3 separate regions of the Rattus norvegicus genome follow, and regions 2 and 3 are each linked to region 1. A link is a contact called in public Hi-C and HiChIP or PLAC-seq data. All regions are on one chromosome and are shown on one strand. Each heading gives the region's core, a stretch centred on a gene start, on an enhancer-like site or on the middle of the called end of the contact. The rest is flanking DNA. Distances are from core to core; before and after follow the strand shown.

Evidence for each region. A called contact is a pair of places that touch in the nucleus more often than the background predicts. HiChIP or PLAC-seq counts read pairs in DNA pulled down with a chosen protein or histone mark.
Region 2: a contact with region 1 is called in an H3K27ac HiChIP or PLAC-seq map of oligodendrocytes, with 3 times the contacts expected there. The contact joins the promoter of Arl8a here to the promoter of Ube2t in region 1. A contact is called at or near these places in 1 of 12 Hi-C or Micro-C datasets (the A7r5 cell line) and 1 of 1 datasets of contacts at active chromatin or transcription factors (oligodendrocytes).
Region 3: a contact with region 1 is called in a Hi-C map of liver, with 4 times the contacts expected there. The contact joins the promoter of Lgr6 here to the promoter of Ube2t in region 1. A contact is called at or near these places in 8 of 12 Hi-C or Micro-C datasets (Schwann cells, hepatocytes, kidney and 4 more).

The regions. Positions count from the first base shown.
Region 1 is chr13:48,953,683-48,957,008 of GRCr8, forward strand. Ube2t (ubiquitin-conjugating enzyme E2T) reads left to right here and starts at 1,484. Exons shown (of 7, transcript NM_001108344.2): 1 at 1,484-1,579.
Region 2 is chr13:49,135,797-49,139,122 of GRCr8, forward strand. It overlaps Arl8a (ADP-ribosylation factor like GTPase 8A), which reads left to right and starts at 1,836. Exons shown (of 7, transcript NM_001109071.1): 1 at 1,836-2,116. The coding sequence starts at 1,994. It also overlaps a transcript of Ptpn7 not described here.
Region 3 is chr13:49,094,306-49,097,631 of GRCr8, forward strand. It overlaps Lgr6 (leucine-rich repeat-containing G protein-coupled receptor 6), which reads right to left and starts at 1,552. Exons shown (of 18, transcript NM_001427357.1): 1 at 1,135-1,552. The coding sequence starts at 1,346.

The sequences.
Region 1 (3,326 bases), core at 234-2,733:
ATGAATGCCTATCGCAGTAATTCCCAAGTGGTAAGCGAAAACACTTCACCGCAACGAAAAAATCCTAACCATGAATACAGCAGATTGAAAATCACATCAGACTGTTGCATGACTCTACAGCTCCTAAGTTTGTAACACTTCGCCTAATTCACTAGCTGCTCACTGGCTCAGTCCCACTAGTAAAGTGAGAAAGCCCAGAGCAGAGTCAGAGTCCTAGTGAACACGAGGGTCTCCAGAAGACAAAACACACCGTGTGACAACCTCCACAAGGAACCAGTTGCGCTTAACATCAATTTGGCCTGAATGCAGAAATCACCGCGGTAGTCAAAATTATATTAGCTTAGTTCACAAAGACCGATTGCTAGGCCTATGTTATGAAGCTGTCCAATAAGCTAGGAGCAGTGATAGAGAAAGGGTGGTTGTTTGGCTGGGTTTCGGTCCTGGCCCCAGGGTTCCCATAGCTGAAACCAATTCTATTTCTGCAGAGTCTCAGATCTTAAGCTTTCCTCTCTCCCAAGGACTATCCACTTCCGGCGTCCCCAGCTGGGCCATCAAAGCTGACTTGGTTATAAGCATGCACTTGGTTGTTCAGAACCGATTATCTTTCTAGAGGTGGAAGAGTGCCTGAAAGTCATTTATTCCGTGGTTGGTGAGTGACTCAGGGATCAAAAGCTGGCACAGTATGTAGGAAGAGCTGGGCTTGCTTTTCAGCACAGTGAAGGGAGAGGGGAGGGGGCAGTCCTTAACTTCCTCATAGTGCAAAGGATCTCTTGCATTAACCCCTAACTTCAGCTTCCATATGAACACGTCCAATGGTAAAGAAATTTACCCCATCCACTTTATTCTTCAGAGTCCTGATGGAATGTTTTGTCCACCAGAATTATAAATTTAAAAAATAAATTTTTTTTTCAGCTGGAGGAAATCTACGTACTTGGCCAAGGCTGGTCTCAAATTCTCAAATCTTTTTATTTCAACATGCCTGTTCCACCGTGCTCGACTAAAATTTTTTTTTTATCTTTCGACTGCTGGTCTTAGATGAAGTAGTAAAGTTTCCCCTGACATTACTTTAAGTCTGAGCGACGTGGCGCAGGCCTAATTCTAGAACTTGGGAGGCTGATGCAGGAGTGCTAAGAGTCTCAGGCTAGCCTGAGCTACACAGCAAGTTCCAAGCTAAGCAGGAGCTGCATCGCGAGAGACCCCCGTCCCAAAGAACCAAAACAAAGAAAGAAAAGCAGCTATTCAGCAGTCACTTTTCCAGACTAAGTGTCGGGTTGCCTTTTTTTCCTCCCCTGTAAGTAACTTCCAACCACAGCGTCAGCGGAACTGGGAATTCCGGAAGCGGGTGCGCGCGCGAATTTGAGCCCTGCTTGAGCGAACTCACGCTCGGAGCGCTGGCCAATAGGCGGGCGCGCGTCTCTCCGGGTTTGCTGCGGACCAATCACAGTACTCTCTAGGATGGGGGTGGAGTCATTTCAACGGTCTCCCGGGTTCAGCCTGGGCACTGCAGACACACGAGCGGAAAGCCGGGTTGCTGAGGAGTGCCGTGGGAGCCACCCGAGGGGACGTACCCGAGGTCACGGTGAGTCTGGGGAAGCCGCCCCGGGAGAGAGAACCGCCCGGAGCGCGCCAAGGCTGTGCCTCGGTGCTGCCTATCCAGGTTCTGTGCCTTGATTAATCGCCACAGGCCTGGGGCACAAAACAAAACGCCGGCGCTCTGGGGTCTGAGGCGAGTCAGCGGTACTGACTGAAGATTTATGAAGAAGCACAGAGGGTGGAAAGACTAGGTGGGGTAAGCTACTGCAGAGATGGAGGGCTGTCCTTTGATGTGGCCTCACACATAGGTGAGAAGGAATTTAATGAATAGTCAGGGCAGTTGTAAGCATACGTTTGTGGAGAGTGATTACTGGAAAAGAGGCAGAAAACGCCGGTTTAAAACAATTAAAAGGAAAACACGTTTTGGAGCTGTAGTGTAAGGAACGTTTTTGTTATGATTATTTGGTTGGGGATTTCGTTCATTTTGTTGTTTGTAAGACAGGTGTCGCTGTAGCCCAGGCTGACCTGGAACTGACTAACGCCTAGGCGCCTCCAGTTAGGTGACACCAAGCTCCTGCTCTGTGAAGAACCTTTCTTTATATTCAGAAAATACACCATAACAAGTGGCTTTTATGCCAAAGGACTTGTTGGATTTTTATTTCATGTATATGAGTGTCTGCATATACGTATGCGCGCCACGGGTGTGCCTGTTGCCCACGGAGGCCAGAGGAAGGTGTCAGTTATGAGACGTCAGATGGGTGTTGGGAATTGAACCTGGGTCCTCTGGACTCTTAACAGCTAAACCATCTCTCTCACCCCAGAGGACTTTGTGTCATAGTTACTTAGTATCAGTTGCTGTAATAGTCTGGTGGCTTCTTTGAGAAGAAACTGCCTTATTTTTTTCTCATTCTAGTCTGACTAGCATGTGTTCCACTGTGTTCTTATTTTATATAAAGATACAGATTATAATTCTAGTTTTGTTGTAATTGATTGTCCAAAGACAACGCTGAGGAGATTGTTCTCTCCTACTGTGGATTACTGGGATCAAATCAAGTTGTCAGGCCTATGCAGCAAGTGCTTTAACACCCCATCCCCCACCCCCCTGCTAAGCTATTTTTCCAGTCCCCTATATTTGTAAGAGTTTTGTTTTACTGAAACTAGGCCTTCAGATTACTGTATAAAATAGCAATGCTTTGGCTGAAAAGTCATGGGGAGCAAGCCAGTAAGCAGCACCCCTCTGTGGCCTCTGCATCACCTCCTTGCTCCAGGTTCCTGTCTTGTATGAGTGCCTGTCCTGGCTTCCTAACAATGTACTGTGATGTGGAAGTGTAAGGCAGATACTGCCCCTCCCCAACGCCCTACCCCCAATAGCAATGTAATAGAAATGATAGAGTCTGAGCACGACTTCAATCCCAGCAGAGGCAAGCCAGTCTTTGAGTTTGAGGTCAGCCTCATCTACAAAGCGAGTTGCAGGACAGTCAAAGGACTACAAAGAGAAACCCTGGTCTTTAAAAGAGAGAGAGAGAAAGAAAATTAGGATACAAAACAAAATGTAAATTAAGATATTAAATTATTCTGAGATTTTTTTCTGTTATATGGAAGGGGAGTCAAAACACCAGTTAATTTTTATGTTGTATGTATAAGTGTTTTGCATACATGCATTTATGTGGATCACGTGCATGCCTGTTGGATCCCCTGGAACTGAGGATGGATGGTTATGAGACCATGCGGGTGTTATGAGACACCATGTGGGTGTTGGGGATCAAACCCAGGTCCTCTGCAAAAGCAGCAGG
Region 2 (3,326 bases), core at 586-3,085, 180 kb after region 1:
AATACTAAACACACAAAATGAATGTGATGCTCCCACTGAGGCTAACATTCTGAGTGTCTGCTTCTTTAGTCTTGGGGTGATGGCTTGCAGTTTTCTAAGTCCCCTAAAAGCTCAGCACTGCCCAAGGTAGGCTTCTAAAGTATCCAATGCTACCATGAGCTCAGAGCCTGTCTGGAAGGGAGTGAGGGAGGAAACTGCACAGCCCTATGGGCACCCTCCCTCTACAGTCACCCCAACCCCGTTCTAGAGGGCACAGGCTCTGGAAAAGCTAAATAAATAAATAACCTCTTGGATACCCAACTAATTCTTCTTTCCATCAGTTTAGGCCTCTAGGGCTCTCTCTAGGAATAGAGTAAGGCTCTCTAGAGCAGGAACAGGCCTTTACCTCTGAGATACACTCTTTTCCAGATTTCTAAAGGATGTGTGACAAAACCGTAGTCAATGTAGGAATCGAGACACAGAGGCACCACCGTGTTCAGGGCGTTGTAACAAAGCCCCACACAGCAAGTAACTCATAAATAACAGAAATTTGTTGCTCATGGCTTGAAAGGTGAGGATGCCACCAGTCACGGTGCCAGTAGATTCAGGGTCTGGTTAGGAGTCACTTTTGGCTAAAAGATTACAGCCTTTTCTTTATGGCCTCAAGATGGGGATACGTATGGGCTCTGAGCATGTCTCTTGTTCTCTCCCTATATAAGGGTATTAATCTTACTTAGGAGGCCTCCATACTCATAACCCTAGTCACCTTATATGATCATCACTTTGAGGATTTCAATGTATGAATCTGGGGGGGGGGAGGACACAGAAATATAGAGCAATAAAATCTATTGCTTCGTATAACTTAAACTTTACAAATTTCAGACTATGGCAATGTACCTTCGGAGGAAGAGAAGAATTTATAAAGAGCAGAGGTTAGACAGATGTTAATAAGTCAGAACAATAGGCTGACCCAGACGTTGGGAGTCTTCTAACTCCTGAGTAGATTTAATTCGTACGATTGATGTTAACAGTTCATCGCAGCCTCCAGATGAGCACACTTGAAAACCGACCCCCAAGGAGAGAGGCTGGTGAGATCATTGTAGGAGCACAGCTAGCCGCCCAGGGATCCTGCGACCAGGAAGGTACAGCCAGTTGACTGAGCTGTTATCTCCTGCAAGGGAGGATGGGGACATCTTGGCAGCCTCTCCACCACCCACTATCAAAAACTTTGTATCAAAATAGCATACATTTTTCCTTTGCTAACTGACGTTCCTCAGAGGGAATCCCTTGCCCTGATTTTGCCTGTTTCTCTATGGTGACAATACTGGGTAAAGACGAACACCAAGTTCAAATGTCGATCTCACTTTGGGCTTCCCAAACAAGTAGTCTGGCAAACTGTGGTTAACAAAACAAGATGGAGTATTAAGGGCTCTAAATCCGGCTGTTACTCTCCATAGCTTTTCGGGGGGGGGGGGATGCATTCGGTACCCAGGGATGCTCAGACGCGAGGGTTCAGGGAGCAAAACCTTAAGAGATCTTCATGCCACGGTTCTTCAGCCTGCAAATACCCTAGCTTAATCGGGACACCGACCATCCTTCAAGACAGAGAGCGGTGCAGTCAGGGCGGGGCAAACGAGGGCAGCAAGAAAAATAAAATTACAGCTTTCTCCGCAAGCGCGCCCTCACGCTCCTCCCGGCCGCCGCGGGTCCCCGCCGCCCCGCCCGCGGGCGCTGGCCCAGGCCGCGCGCGAGACTGGAGCGCGCTCGGGTGCGAGCAGGACGCGGCCCGGCCCGCGGGAGGGCGGCGGCGGCGGCGGGGGAGGTGGAGGCGCCGTGGCCACACCCATCGGCGAGCGGATCCGCGGGCAGCGCGTCGTCGGCCGCCGCGCTCTAGCCTCCGCCCGCACCGAGCCGCGGGACCCGGCCGCACCGGGGAGGGGCCGCTCCGGGCCGCAGCGCGAGGGCAGCGAGGGCGGCGGGGACCCGGCACCGGGCGCGGCCGGCGGCAGCGACCATGATCGCTTTGTTCAACAAACTGCTGGACTGGTTCAAGGCCCTGTTCTGGAAGGAGGAAATGGAGCTCACGCTGGTGGGGCTGCAGTACTCCGGCAAGACCACCTTCGTCAACGTGATCGCGGTATGAGGGCAGATGTGTCGCCCGCGCCGCGCCCTAGGCAGCTGGAGTCGCCGCCTGGCGTGGCCCGGCACCGCTGAGTTCCGGGCAGGGAGGAGCCGGCTCCGGGAGCTTAGGGCCTAGTACGGTTCTTGGGGGACCGGCTGGCGTGCCACCCGTTCTCCGGCCTGGGCTGGGATGGCAGGGCTGGGGGCGGGGTAGCAAGGACGAGGGGAACCGAGCTTGCAATCCGGAGCTGGCGGCACTGAGAGGTCTCCAGGCACAGGGAACCCGCCGCAGGCTGACAGGCCCCTGAGGCAGGCGCAAAAGGGGCATGACGGGGCGAAAGTGCCCGGACCTTCCCGCTCCGCGCGTGGATTGTCACGGGACGCGCAGCCCGAGCGTGTTGCCAGGGCGCTCTACCAGCCCAGCCCCACCCCGAGGGCTCTGCCTCCCCTTGCTTGACGCGGAAGCCCCAGCCCTTTTGGGCGAGGGGAAGGTATCCCTAGAGGCAGAGGAGTCAGCTGAGGTCCTGGCTCTAGCCCAGACTCCTCCCCGGAACTTGTCCCCGGCCTGCGGGTAGCATTGGGGTCCAGAAAGCATGGCACCATGAAGGGAGTTGGGAGACTCCAGTTGGCTCAGAAGTTGCAGGAGTGGGTACTGTGGACCCGAGAGGATGAGCTGGAGGGGCGCCATCCACCTGGGGACAGGGGAGAGAGCAAGCAGTTCCGAAGGCCTTGGAGAATCAGGACTTGTGTGTGTGTGGGGGGGGGGGGGCTGGCTTGATTGCAGTTGTATGTCTGTGCCAGAGGAGTGGTGAAGAAGGAGTTAAATTTTCTCTTTAAAAAAAGAGGAAGATGAGCTCCCTGGGTGTGAGCTGAGCTGCAGTAATGGCTGCAGCCTGTATTTCCAAGCTAGGCAAGACTGGGCTTATGGGACCCAGTAAGACTTGGGACGGGGACAGAGTTTTTCCTCAGAACCTAGCCCCATTCTCAAAGATGGGTTTTCCAAGGACTGTGAATTAGCCAGGTATAGGGTTAAAAAACAAAAATGCTGATGTGCAGGTCGGCAAAGATGTGTGGGCCTCAGCTTGGGTACCACCACTTGGTTGTATTGTATTGTTGCCCAACCTTGAAGCCCCACAGGGCTCAATATCCATGCGGGGGGTCCCTTCAGAGAGGATACGGATTTGGGACTTAATGGTTGCATGATCAGGTAGGGGCTCTCTCTCTCT
Region 3 (3,326 bases), core at 302-2,801, 140 kb after region 1:
CTCCCATCATGCCCTGGGCTGTACAGGACTTGGTTTGCCCTTCTGGAATATGGATGTTTCTCTGTCCTCACAACTGTTTATTTCGGAAAGAAGAAGGATATGGGGCGGAGGGAGGGCATAGCGATATGGAGGGAACCCCACAAGGGGCTCTACTTCAGGATTCCCCATCCCTCCAGAACCTCTCAGTGCACCCTGGCCCCACTGGCTCTATGGCTGAGTCTCTGGAGACAAGCCCCGCTGCCTCTTCCTCAGTGATCCTCAATTCTAGGATCCCAAAGCTGAGAGAGCCCCTCTCAGGCCCGAGGGAGCTCTGACCAGACTTTCTACCCAGACCTTCCCACCTGTTCTCCTTCCTCTATAGGAAAGCAGGGAAGGCCAGGGGTTTCCTTTCCCTGCAGCAAGGGTTGGGGCCAAGCGGTCCATGATATGCCCCGACCCACTCCTGCCCAGGTAAAGATCAGCTACAGCCTCTGACTCTCTGGTTCTGAGATGGCTACCCCCAATAGAGCCCCCTTCATGCACCACCTCACCCCAACTCAGACTCTAAAAATGGTTCTCTGGTTTTCAGTCTTGAAGCCTGCCCACAAATTAGTGTCTCTAACACAGCCTCCTGGGGCATGACTTCAGGGAGGCCTGAGGAGGGGGCAGCAGACCTCCACACAAGAAGGTGGTACTGGCAGAACCCCTATCTAAAGAGAGGAGAGCTGCATGGAACCTTCACTGAGGCCCCCTGCCTCAGTGGGGCAGTTGTGCTTCCTGCTGTGGCGGAAGGACCCATTTCTACCCTACCAGGGCACACTCCCCTCACCTCACACCAGGGCACTAAGTTTTGTCTTCATCGACCTTCCTGGGCAGTGTTCTGCTGAGGAGGACATATACTGCCCCCCCCCACCCCAAATACACACACGTTCTTCACCAGGTCCTACATTGAGCCCATAGGGGTGAGGAGCAGGGAGGACCCAGCTCACTTCTTGCCTCAGTTTCCCAAGTTCTAAAACTAGCCCCGCAGTCCTTCAATCTTAGACTTGGAAGCGGAAGAGCCCTCCTGGGGATGCTCATGTCCAAGGGCACCAAACAGGGTTTGTGGATCAGGCAACCATCACCAAGAACAGGCTCGAGCAGGTGAGTACTCACAGGTAAGCCGTCAGGGGGTCCAGGTCCGCTGGCACCTCTGAGAGACCGAGCTCGGAGCAGTCAGCTGACAGCATGATGCCATCCTCCTGGCAGTGGCAGGGAGCGGGGCAGGCGGGACGCCCCGGGCCAGGCTGGGGGTCGCTGCCCGCGCGCGCCAATGCGCACAGCACAACGCAAAGACACAGCGCCAGGAGCAACGGCGAGCTGTGCATCTCGGCGGCAGGCTTTGGGGCACCTGGCGGGCGCTGGGACGGGCGGGCGCACGGAGCTGTGAGCGCGCGGCTCACCTCCTGGTTCCGGGCGGGCCCGAGGGCTGCGCCGTCGGTGGGGACCGCCCCCGCTCGACTTGGCTTGGGCGCGGCGGCGGCAGCAGCGGCGGCGGGACAGTGCAGTCAGAGAGGGGCAGGCATTGTTGAGTGATCTTCGTTATTCAGTTTCACAGGCTGGGCTTGGCGAGGGAGGGAGACACGGGGGGGGGGGAGTAGTAGGGGGGAGGAGGAGTCAAGGAAACTTTCTATGCTGTGGCTCGCTCCCCTTCCCTCCTTCTTTCCCAGCTGGCAGGAATTTCATCGGGGGCGTGGGGGGGGGGGTCGGTGAAGAAAGCAAAGAAGCCCAAAGAAAGCTAGGAACGGCCAGCACAACAGAGACATGTACTTGTTTGGAAAGGGTGCCCGGAGCTTGGTCCTGTGGGGTCGAATTCCTCTTGACTTTGGGAACAGTCACAGGATCTCCAGGGACCAGAGGCCATCAGGAAAAGACCCCAGAGTTCCACAGACTCCAACCCCACTACCAGATTTTAGGCTGAAGGGAAGAGAGACCGGAGATAAAGAGATGTTCAAGGTCATATGGCTGATGGAAACAGCCTCAGAACTATTTCCCAGGTCACTCCTCTGCACCCATTCTGACCAGGGAAGGAAGAAGGTCTTGAGGAGGAGGGAAATGGTCGCAGGCTGGCAGTAGGAATGAGGATGAACCCCCTCATTGAGGAGCCACGCCCCAACACCAAAGAAACTGGCGTGGATTCCACCAGATGCACAGGGCATGGAAATGAACTCATGTAGACTACAAGATCTGAGGTCTAGAGATCACCCTGATCCTTGATCTCGGGACCCGGGACGACTGAGGGGCTGTTTGCCAGAGCTTGCCAGCGGCTCGGCTGATTGGCGCCACCTGGAGGCTCAGTGCTACAGCTGCAGCTCAAGCACCTTAAGGGCTCGAGTCCATCTATAATCCATCCCAGGACCTTGGAGAGCAAGGGCAATGGTGGCTAAAACTGGAGTCAAGATCAGCTCTCTTCTTCCGCCAGCCTGGACTAGCAGTGCAGTCCAGTACACTTCATGTGTCCTTTCGCTTTCTCTGGTCTCCAGATCTTTCCCTGAGCCAAGCCCCAGGGTAGAACTCGACCAGGTTGGGAGCAGTTTGACTTCCCGTGGCCCACACCAGAGACACGTGGACCGCGGAGGCAGCCAAGATACCCTCCACCCTTTACCCCAAATGCTCGCATCAATCCCTCTCCATCCTCGTGGGAGTCAGTGGAGAGGGAGAGGCACAGACAGACTAAGAAGCCTTCACCTTGGCTCTAAGCCCCAATACACACACACACACACACACACACACACACACACACACACACACACACAGACATGCACACACACACACACACACACACAACAAACACATACACAACACACAGACACACGAACAGGCACACAAACACACACAGACACACACACAGAGAGACACACAACAAACACACACACACAACATACACACACACACAACATACACACACAGACACACACGGACACACAAACACACACAGACACACACAAAACACACAGACACACACAGAGACACACAAACACACACACAATAAACACACAACACACACACACACACACACACACACACACACACACACACACACACACACCATTCATGCTGCTTCAGGCCTCCAACCAAAGCTGGAAAAATCACACTTGGGACTCATTCCACCTCTGGAGCAGCCTTCTGAGGTGGCCTTGGGCACCTCGGAGCCTGACCACAGGATGAAAAGTCATTCTCGGACCAACTCCTTAGACTCCTGAGAAATGCAGAGCCGAAGAAAGCATTAAGTTCTGTCCTAGTGGTCACAAGAACCCATTCTCATTTCGGGAAGGCTCCTAGCTAGTAGAAAGCCCCACTCACACACC